3 separate regions of the Hordeum vulgare genome follow, and all the other regions are linked to region 1. A link is a contact called in public Hi-C and HiChIP or PLAC-seq data. All regions are on one chromosome and are shown on one strand. The core of a region is the stretch at or near the end of the contact, and the rest is flanking DNA. Distances in the headings are between cores, read along the strand shown. Region 1 holds the start of LOC123448782 (SNF1-related protein kinase regulatory subunit beta-1-like). Region 2 holds the start of LOC123448779 (CBL-interacting protein kinase 31). Region 3 holds the start of LOC123448781 (calmodulin-1).

Evidence for each region. Hi-C and Micro-C count contacts between places; a contact is called where the count stands out from the background. HiChIP or PLAC-seq counts read pairs in DNA pulled down with a chosen protein or histone mark.
Region 2: a contact with region 1 is called in an H3K4me3 HiChIP or PLAC-seq map of embryo, with 9 times the contacts expected there. The contact joins the promoter of LOC123448779 here to the promoter of LOC123448782 in region 1. A contact is called at or near these places in 1 of 6 Hi-C or Micro-C datasets (seedling) and 1 of 1 datasets of contacts at active chromatin or transcription factors (embryo).
Region 3: a Hi-C map of seedling shows a contact between it and region 1, with 4 times the contacts expected there. The contact joins the promoter of LOC123448781 here to the promoter of LOC123448782 in region 1. A contact is called at or near these places in 1 of 6 Hi-C or Micro-C datasets (seedling) and 1 of 1 datasets of contacts at active chromatin or transcription factors (embryo).

Annotation. Positions count from the first base shown.
Region 1 is chr4H:414,215,602-414,218,344 of MorexV3_pseudomolecules_assembly, reverse strand. LOC123448782 (SNF1-related protein kinase regulatory subunit beta-1-like) reads left to right here and starts at 1,421. Exons shown (of 4, transcript XM_045125785.1): 1 at 1,421-1,778. The coding sequence starts at 1,548.
Region 2 is chr4H:413,713,853-413,716,595 of MorexV3_pseudomolecules_assembly, reverse strand. It overlaps LOC123448779 (CBL-interacting protein kinase 31), which reads right to left and starts at 1,338. Exons shown (of 15, transcript XM_045125782.1): 1 at 1,230-1,338; 2 at 314-555. The coding sequence starts at 505.
Region 3 is chr4H:413,772,116-413,774,858 of MorexV3_pseudomolecules_assembly, reverse strand. LOC123448781 (calmodulin-1) reads left to right here and starts at 1,356. Exons shown (of 2, transcript XM_045125784.1): 1 at 1,356-1,556; 2 at 2,583-2,743. The coding sequence starts at 1,481.

The sequences.
Region 1 (2,743 bases), core at 172-2,671:
GGCCGTGCCCCTGGCCATCCTCGACATGCATGGTCCAGTGGCCCGGCTAGACCTCCGGGACCAATCGCCCATCGTCGGACCCCTGAGGAGGGTAGACCACTTTGCGTAGAATGCGACGAGCGCGACGAGAGGGGTGACCAGTCCTCCACGCGGTCGACGTGGATGAGCATGTCGTGGCACCAGACACGAGGAGGGGGTCCCACTTCCCTGCTTGGTGGCGAGAAGCCGGGCACGACCTCGACGCGCCCAACATCCTGCGTTGTCCGCCAGATGATGTGCGTGGTGGGGATGAACGCCACATCCCACACCCACATCCAACAAGCGAACGTCTTCGTGTGGCCGTGCTCGCGGGTGCGAGTGTCGAGGCGGTCGATGATGCACTTGTCGCCGAGCACCCTTGCTGCCCCGTTGAGGGACCACATCTCCATAGGCATCTTCTCAATGATGATGCGGGCGTGGAGCATGAAGTCCTCGGATACATCATGGTCGTCCTCGTGCCACGGCTTGATGGTGAAAAAGACACCGTCTTGCTGATGCGTCATCTACGCTGATGTGAACTGGCTGCATGCTAAAAGAATTAGTAGTAGTGGGTATGAATTATTTGGCATGCATCATGACGTGGACATTTTGAATAATGTGGCATGCAAGATGATGTGAACCTTGTGCATGTGGAAAGAATTGTGACCAACTTATTAAAAATGTAAGATACATGATTGTTTGTTTGAGAACCAAGCAACCTATCTAACGATTAATTTACTTATAATTAGCTTAATTAATAAGCAATTAATCTATTCTTAACATAAGGAATTGAGTCTAACAAAAGGAATTGAGTAGAGTAGTGTTGCTAGAGATGGATCGCACGTTGATGTGGAGCACTACCATTTCCGTGTCAAGGCACGCCGCGCCCACAACACATTTTCTTGTTGCTAGAGATGGATCGCACGACAAACACTGGAATTTGGCTGATACTCACGAATGGCAACCGTGACAAGGCTAATCCTTTCACCTACCGTGTTCCTCGACACGAACCCATCCCTTTCACGATTCTTATTCTTCAACGCAAAGGATTCGCGAGACAACACGCCAACGAGATCGCAGCGATGGATGCCGGATTCCGGGTCCCGGGAGCCGGCGCCCGACCCAGGTATAGGCTCCTCTCTCTCCATCATCCAACCCAACGTCCGTCCGAACGTGCGCGCCGTGACCAGGGCCCCGGCTCCACGTCACGTACACATCACCAAACACGGCCCTCCGTGCGCTACACCCTCCTGCACCGACCAGCAGGCGGGCCACGTGGGGCCGACGGGACGGTGACTGTGCAACCCACGAGCACCGGGTGCACGGGTGCCGCCACGCTTCCCGGGCAAGGGGCAGCGGCACGCGCTTAATTACACGACCAAACGGGCGCAGCCATCCCTCCCTTTCCTTCTCGCTCGTCTTCCTTGCCCCCTCGCGCAACAGCAGCGCCACAACGCAGTGAGTGGCACTTCCGTGATTTCGCCGCCGCGGGGGCGGGGGTAGGAGGAGGAGGAGGAGGGAAGGAGGCCATGGGCAACGCCAGCGGCAGGGAGGAGGACGCCGCCGCGCCCGGGGAAGCCGACGCCGCCGACGTCGACGTCGAGGACTCCTCGGCCCGCGGCGGCTTCCCTCCCTACGGCGGGGGCGCCAACAACGTGCGCCGTGCCTGCTCGGTGGGCGTCGTGGGTGCCAGCGGCGGTCCCGGATCGCCGCCCGGGAGTCCCGGCCGCTCCCTCTCGCCGCGGATGTTCGTGCCCCAGGTCAGATCACCAGATCCCGCGCCCACTTCTCCGTTTCGTTGCTCGCTCTACAGGTACAGAGTTCAGTTCGGGTCGGATGCCTAGTTTCGCCCCTGCTGGTGCTCGTATGTGATCTCGAGATGTGGAGGTTCGACTGATTTGGTTGGTTGGTTGGTTGGTTGGTTGGCTTAGGGTCCCAACGCGAGGAGTCGTCGCGATCTGGAAATGGCTCGGTGTTCTCCAAATTCACTTTAGCTAATGCTGTTCTTCCTGTGGATAAACTGTTTGCTCCTTGCGTGACAATAGAGCAAATAAGCGCGAGCCTACTTGCTGCTAGTTCGTCTTAGTATTATTGATTGTAATTACAATGCAGGAACACACCAGTGGTGTTTATCTTGCCGAGTTTCACTTTGGCATTCGTTTGTGCGAGCTTGATTGTTTTCTCCTAAGCAGCAAACCGTTTCAGAATAAGCTATGCTACTTGGACAGTTAAAAAACCATGTGGCTAAACAGGGAGGTTTTATTATGTGCAAATTGTTGAATGACCGTTTGATTGTACAGACGTTTTATGGGTTTTGCTCTTCTGATTAAAATTTAACATGAAGTAGATTGGTTAGTTCTAGAATTTTCGTTTGCCCCTTGCCCAATAGTTAGTTTAGGTACTGTAATGGTGATTGTAAGTTAGTCATGAGAATGATGTCTCCGTGTAGGCTGTCCAAGGGATTTATGAGCTTTCTGTTAGGGCTCTGGTTCATATCGACACTGATGCTTGTTTCCAGACCATGAATTTAGATGCTTTCCAAAATGAAATTAATACTTGATATACAGCCGTACTTCAAGTCGTGTCTAAGCATCGAAGGAAAAAATACCGGATTAATTTGTTCAATTAGAGCGGGGGATCTGTTGTATATTGTTTTCTATTATTATGGCTGAAGATTGGATTTGGTATGTCGGTCACCTTCCTTCTCATTTTTTTCTTCTCAGTG
Region 2 (2,743 bases), core at 89-2,588, 500 kb after region 1:
CAAAAGTGAACGGAGGGAGTAGTGGTATTCATGAAAGATGATATGGTTGACTGAACTTTAAATTGTTACCACGTGCATCTTATGGTCTGGTCTGATCTATTACTCCCTCCGTTCCTAAATATAAGTCTTTCTAGAGATTTCACTAACGGACTATGTACGAATGTATATAGACATGTTTTAAAGTATAGATTCATTCATTTTGCTTCGTATGTAGACCCCTAGTGAAATGTCTTAAAAGACTTATATTTAGAAACGGAGGGAGTATATGATATGTTCAGATAACAGGAATATGAGGAAACTGTGTGATAATGACCTGTTCAACCAATCTGAGCTTCTGAACCTTCTCCTTGTCGAGGATTTTGATAGCAACAGGCTCCATAGTTTCAGTGTTCTTTGCGAACCTGACCTTTGCAAATGTCCCTTCCCCGATGGTGCGGCCGAGCTCATACTTGCCGACACGGCGCTTCACCTTTGGTGACAATGCGGCTCTCTTGGCCCGATACATCTTCCCACAACCGAAGGTTACTGTCAACCTTCAAAATGCTCTTGGACGACCTGCAGTTGCGCAATCAAATCAGGCTTTGGACACTATGAATTTGGCTTGTGCCATATTTTATCATGAGGCAGCCTTTACCATCTTTTCCCAAAAGGGATAAAAGGAAAAACAGTAGAAGTAGCGTAGATCCTAAAGATCTCAGGATCCAGGAACACTAAACAACACCTGATCATCTTCATCAATATAAAATGACCAGACTAGTCCAAAACACTCAACCCACTTTGACTTTACTAATATAAAAGGTGGCAAAGACATACGGAGTATCTACAAAAAAAAAAGGTGGCGAAGACCATGAGAATAAGATGCATCATCCCAAGCTAAACCAGGGACATGTGCCTGCGGCCGAAAGGCGAAAAAATCATGAAAAGTACATGGAGGTCACACAGTACAGGAAGAATCTCCAGTTGGTAACCTATGAATGATCCTACCCGACACAGTCACCTAAGATGGAGTTTTCCAGAAAGCAGTTTACAGACATGTACTTTCTGGAGCAAGGTAGATAATCCTAGCTTAAAAAAGTGTGTGTGCTGCTCAAATGAAGAGCAGAAAGAGAAATGAGTGGTGATAATGAGCCGGAAATTCCAGATCAGAGCTGTATGTAGGTCCCCGAGTAGCACAAGAAAATGCAAAATTCTCACACCGGCACGGTAGGGAACAGATTCAGGGGCCTTACCTTCAACCCGACGAGGTAGCAGACAGCAGGTGGAGCTTGGCAGCAGATGCAGCTAGGAGCTAGCGAGGGTTGGTCTGAGGAGGAAGAGGATGCTGTTGCTGTGGATGCAGAGGAGGAAGAGGGATAAATAAGGAGGGAGGGAGGGAGGGAGGAGGTGGGGGGGTGACACTGACACGTACGTACTCGCATAGCTAGCTGGGCCTGGGCAGGAGGAGCACCACCACGAGAAAAGGACATGGGATCGGGATGGATGCGAGCAGAGCAGCCGCTGCTGGCGTACGTAAGTTTGATTGCCGACGCTGCCTTGCCACCTCTTTCAGTTCCCAAGGGCTGCACCTGCACCTGCACTGCACTGCATGTGCATGGCCTATCCTTTTCGTCCCCTTCGTTCTACTGCTGCTTTTCGATTCTACTCGAAAAAGAAAAAAGATCCTGCTAGCACTAGTGGTATTTTCAACATACTCCATGAAGAACGTTGTGTGCACCAGAGACCAGAATCAGACCAGGGTACGTGGATAAGGTTGTGCTCTTATCAGAGCTATGCAGCGCAACTCTCTTCTCTACTCTCTAGTACTGCTACATGCTATATGAATCTTCAAGCCTTGCGAATTCGCCCCCGTATACAAAATTAACTGTAATACTTCTTCCGTTTTTAAATATAATTTTCTTAAGAGGTTTTAATAGCGGACCAACTGGAATGGCCAGCTGATTTGAACGATAATCTTGGTCACTGGTCATTTTTGCTATCGTGATAATCTTTAACTATGCATATACAACTTTGCACGTAGTATATGCCGTTGTAGGGAATATAATACTTTTACACGAGGGGAGTATATCCGCACCAGTTTGGGCCTGCTGTTTGAGAAAACAAAACCCACCTGTTTGGCGTGGGAACAATATTCTACCATTCTCCGTGGGCTTTCTGGTCACCGGTATGTGTTACGTGCAGAGATAAATTACAAGACACGAGCTGTGTTTGGCATGACAACTTTCTTCACGGCCTGATACTGTACATGGCCACGTACTACTAATTTCGAATTAAGATGCTGGCACCCCCCCACCTTACTGTTTTTGGTTGCGGCCGCTGGAAACACGAGGGGGGCAAACAAAAGGAGCGACGGCACAACCACCGATTGAAGTTTCGCGACCTCTGGCTAATGTCGATGGCAGTTAATATCCTGCCTGCTTCGATGTGGAAATGTGATCTTATGAGCAGGCGAGGCGTGACACGTCCACATGACAGGGAAACCCCGGCCATCTGACGCGCGCAACATATTTGGCGGGAGATCTCACACACGAATAAATTAAGCGCAAGTAAATTAAATTGCCTTGGTATAGAAACCCGGCCGGTACATACCGTAAGCTGGAGATAATTGCAGGACACTACCACACTTGGACATCATGTAACGAATCGATACCAATAGTCATTTTTTTATGCGTGTCAATACCATCTCATAGCCTAATTGTTGTAATACGATCTGACACATGTATCTGACGTACCGGGCCCGCATGTA
Region 3 (2,743 bases), core at 107-2,606, 440 kb after region 1:
TTTATTCGGAATAAAGAGGAATAGCTTATTTTCCCTTTTCCCTTGTGAACCGAGAGGTGTGACTATTATGCAATGAGAGAAGTGTCAAATATTCTAGAAATAGCAAAAAATCTTTTAAAGAGAATAGCCAAACAAGTGATCTAGAGAATGTCCTACGTTGCTACAAAGCGGGATGCGACTCACTCCACTCAAAGAAAAATATGATGCGACCCACTCAGCTCAAGGTGGTCACGCGCTTGCATCTAGCGGCTAGCCAATGTATGCAGATTTTGCGTTCGTATACATTCATTGACCAGTTTTTCTTGTCCACCGTAAAAAACATGCATACCATATACTCCATTCGTTTTTAAATACAAGTCTTTTTAAAGATCTATTACAAACTATATATGAAACAAAATGAGTATTTTAAATATGTCTATATGCATCCTTATGTGATTCATACTGGAATCTTTAAAAAGCCTTATATTTAAGAATGGATGGAGTATATATTTTGGACTCATCCTCTACATCGCATTCGATAAAGAATAAAGCTATGAGATACTGAAATTACTGAGATTTTCAAGAAACTCCAATAATGCACTTGAAATAGCATTTCACAACTTATATTCTCTACTGGCTGATATTCCAACGAGCACGCACAAGTATATTTATCTATTTTATTTTCATATTCAACATGCCTGCAATTATTTTATCATTTTTACATTCAAGATAATAATAGTTTATCCATTACAAAAATATGTTGGGTTATTATGTACTTCCTTCATTTTTAAATATAATTTTTTATAAAGATTTCTATACAAACTACATGCATACATATGTATCTAGACATATTTCAGAATGTTGATTTACTTATTTTGTTCTGTATATAGTATGTATTGAAATATAAAAATATATATTTAAAAACGATGGGAGTATATGATTTTATGTTCTTCATGCATATGTTGTCAAATTAAATTTTTAATACATTGCAACTAAAAAGAAATAATGGAGATGCAGGTGAAGTGGGAAAACGGAAATACATTGCATCAAGTACACTTATCGACTGTTGCTTGAAATATTTTCTATACATGTAAAATTCGAAATGCATTATCTTTCAATATGCTATCAAAGAAATATATTAAAAGATCCGTAACAACGCATGAACATTCTACTAGCATTACATGTAAAAATGGCTTTCTTCCGCAAAAAAAAATGTAAAAATGGCTTTGTTTGAATATATAAGGCAAGGAGGGCAGTTGGAGTAATTCGCCCCGCGACGTTAACGGGGGCGTGGACGGCGGAACGGACCGGACGGGGTGCGGGCGCGCATAAAGCCCGGCAAAATTCCCCGACGCGAGGCCACAAATCGCTCCCGGCCCCCCCTCCTTCCTCCTCTCCCCCGCCCGTACGGTCAAACAAGAGACCCCCCACCCCCCTCTCTCCTCCACCTCCAGTGCTCGCCGCGAGAAGCCGAGAAGGAAGAGCCTGAGAAGGTTGCATCATGGCGGACCAACTCACCGACGACCAGATCGCCGAGTTCAAGGAAGCCTTCAGCCTATTCGACAAGGACGGCGACGGTAAGTAATTTCTGTAACTCCTTGTTTTCTTGTCCCCCTCATAGAAACATGGTGTGTTTTCTCCTACTTATGCTGTGATCCGTCTCAGTCTGGATTCTCTTCGCTTCCCGTTAACGAAGAAACAAGAACACCATTTCATCATCGATGTCTACTCTCTCTCTTTGATCTAGCATAGAATTGGGAGTTAGGGACATCTTATGTGTTACATTAGATGGCTAGAGACTGAAAATTTATGCCCAGGCGTCCAGTAGCCGGAATGCCAGATTAAGGATCGCACATACTGCGTCGAAAGCAAAGGCAAATCGCGGCGCGGCATGCCACCGCCCTGCCGTACTCTGTACTGCCGTCTAGTGCACGGCTGCGGGTCACTATCTCGCGTAGTAACTGCTGTGGAAATTATGTCATCAAATCGATGTGATTGGGTCACGTCAGATTTGACCTCGTCTCGGATCCAGATGTGGCGAAGCGCTAGATCCTACCCGGATGTGGAGTAGTCAGGGCCGTCCAATGTCCAATGTCAGATGCTATAGGTTGAACTTGGCCATGGCAGGGGCAACGGGTCTGCTAGTACCATCCCCTTTGTATGCTGCTTTCATTATGGATCGTATCTGCAGATCTGTTGGAAATTCTTAGGGGGTTGAAACCCAGATCCAGCTATATGATACTAGTACGTAGTAGTACAATTTTAGCACCAGGGAGAATCCTTTGGTGTTGGATGGGGCTGATCAAGTGGTACTAATTGATTTTGGACCTGCTCAGACTTTAGTTTTGGCCTTTGATGCATATGGAGTAAGACTTGAACCAGTTGTTGTAACAGCGTGGTTTGATCTCTGTATGTACCACAGTAATTGATCTCTGTAATAGTACAGAGACGTTGCGAGTTTGATCCATTGTACATGGTGGTTGCTTCATGCGTGCATGTCTGATTAACTTTTTTGTTTGGTTATGATGCTCACTCTGGATATGAAGATGTGATTACCGACTCAGTCAGAAACGTACCTGAAATTGCCGTTGTGTGCTGGACAGGTTGCATCACAACTAAGGAGCTGGGAACAGTCATGCGTTCGCTGGGGCAGAACCCAACGGAGGCAGAGCTCCAGGACATGATCAACGAGGTGGATGCAGACGGCAACGGCACTATCGACTTCCCGGAATTCCTCAACCTGATGGCTCGCAAGATGAAGGAC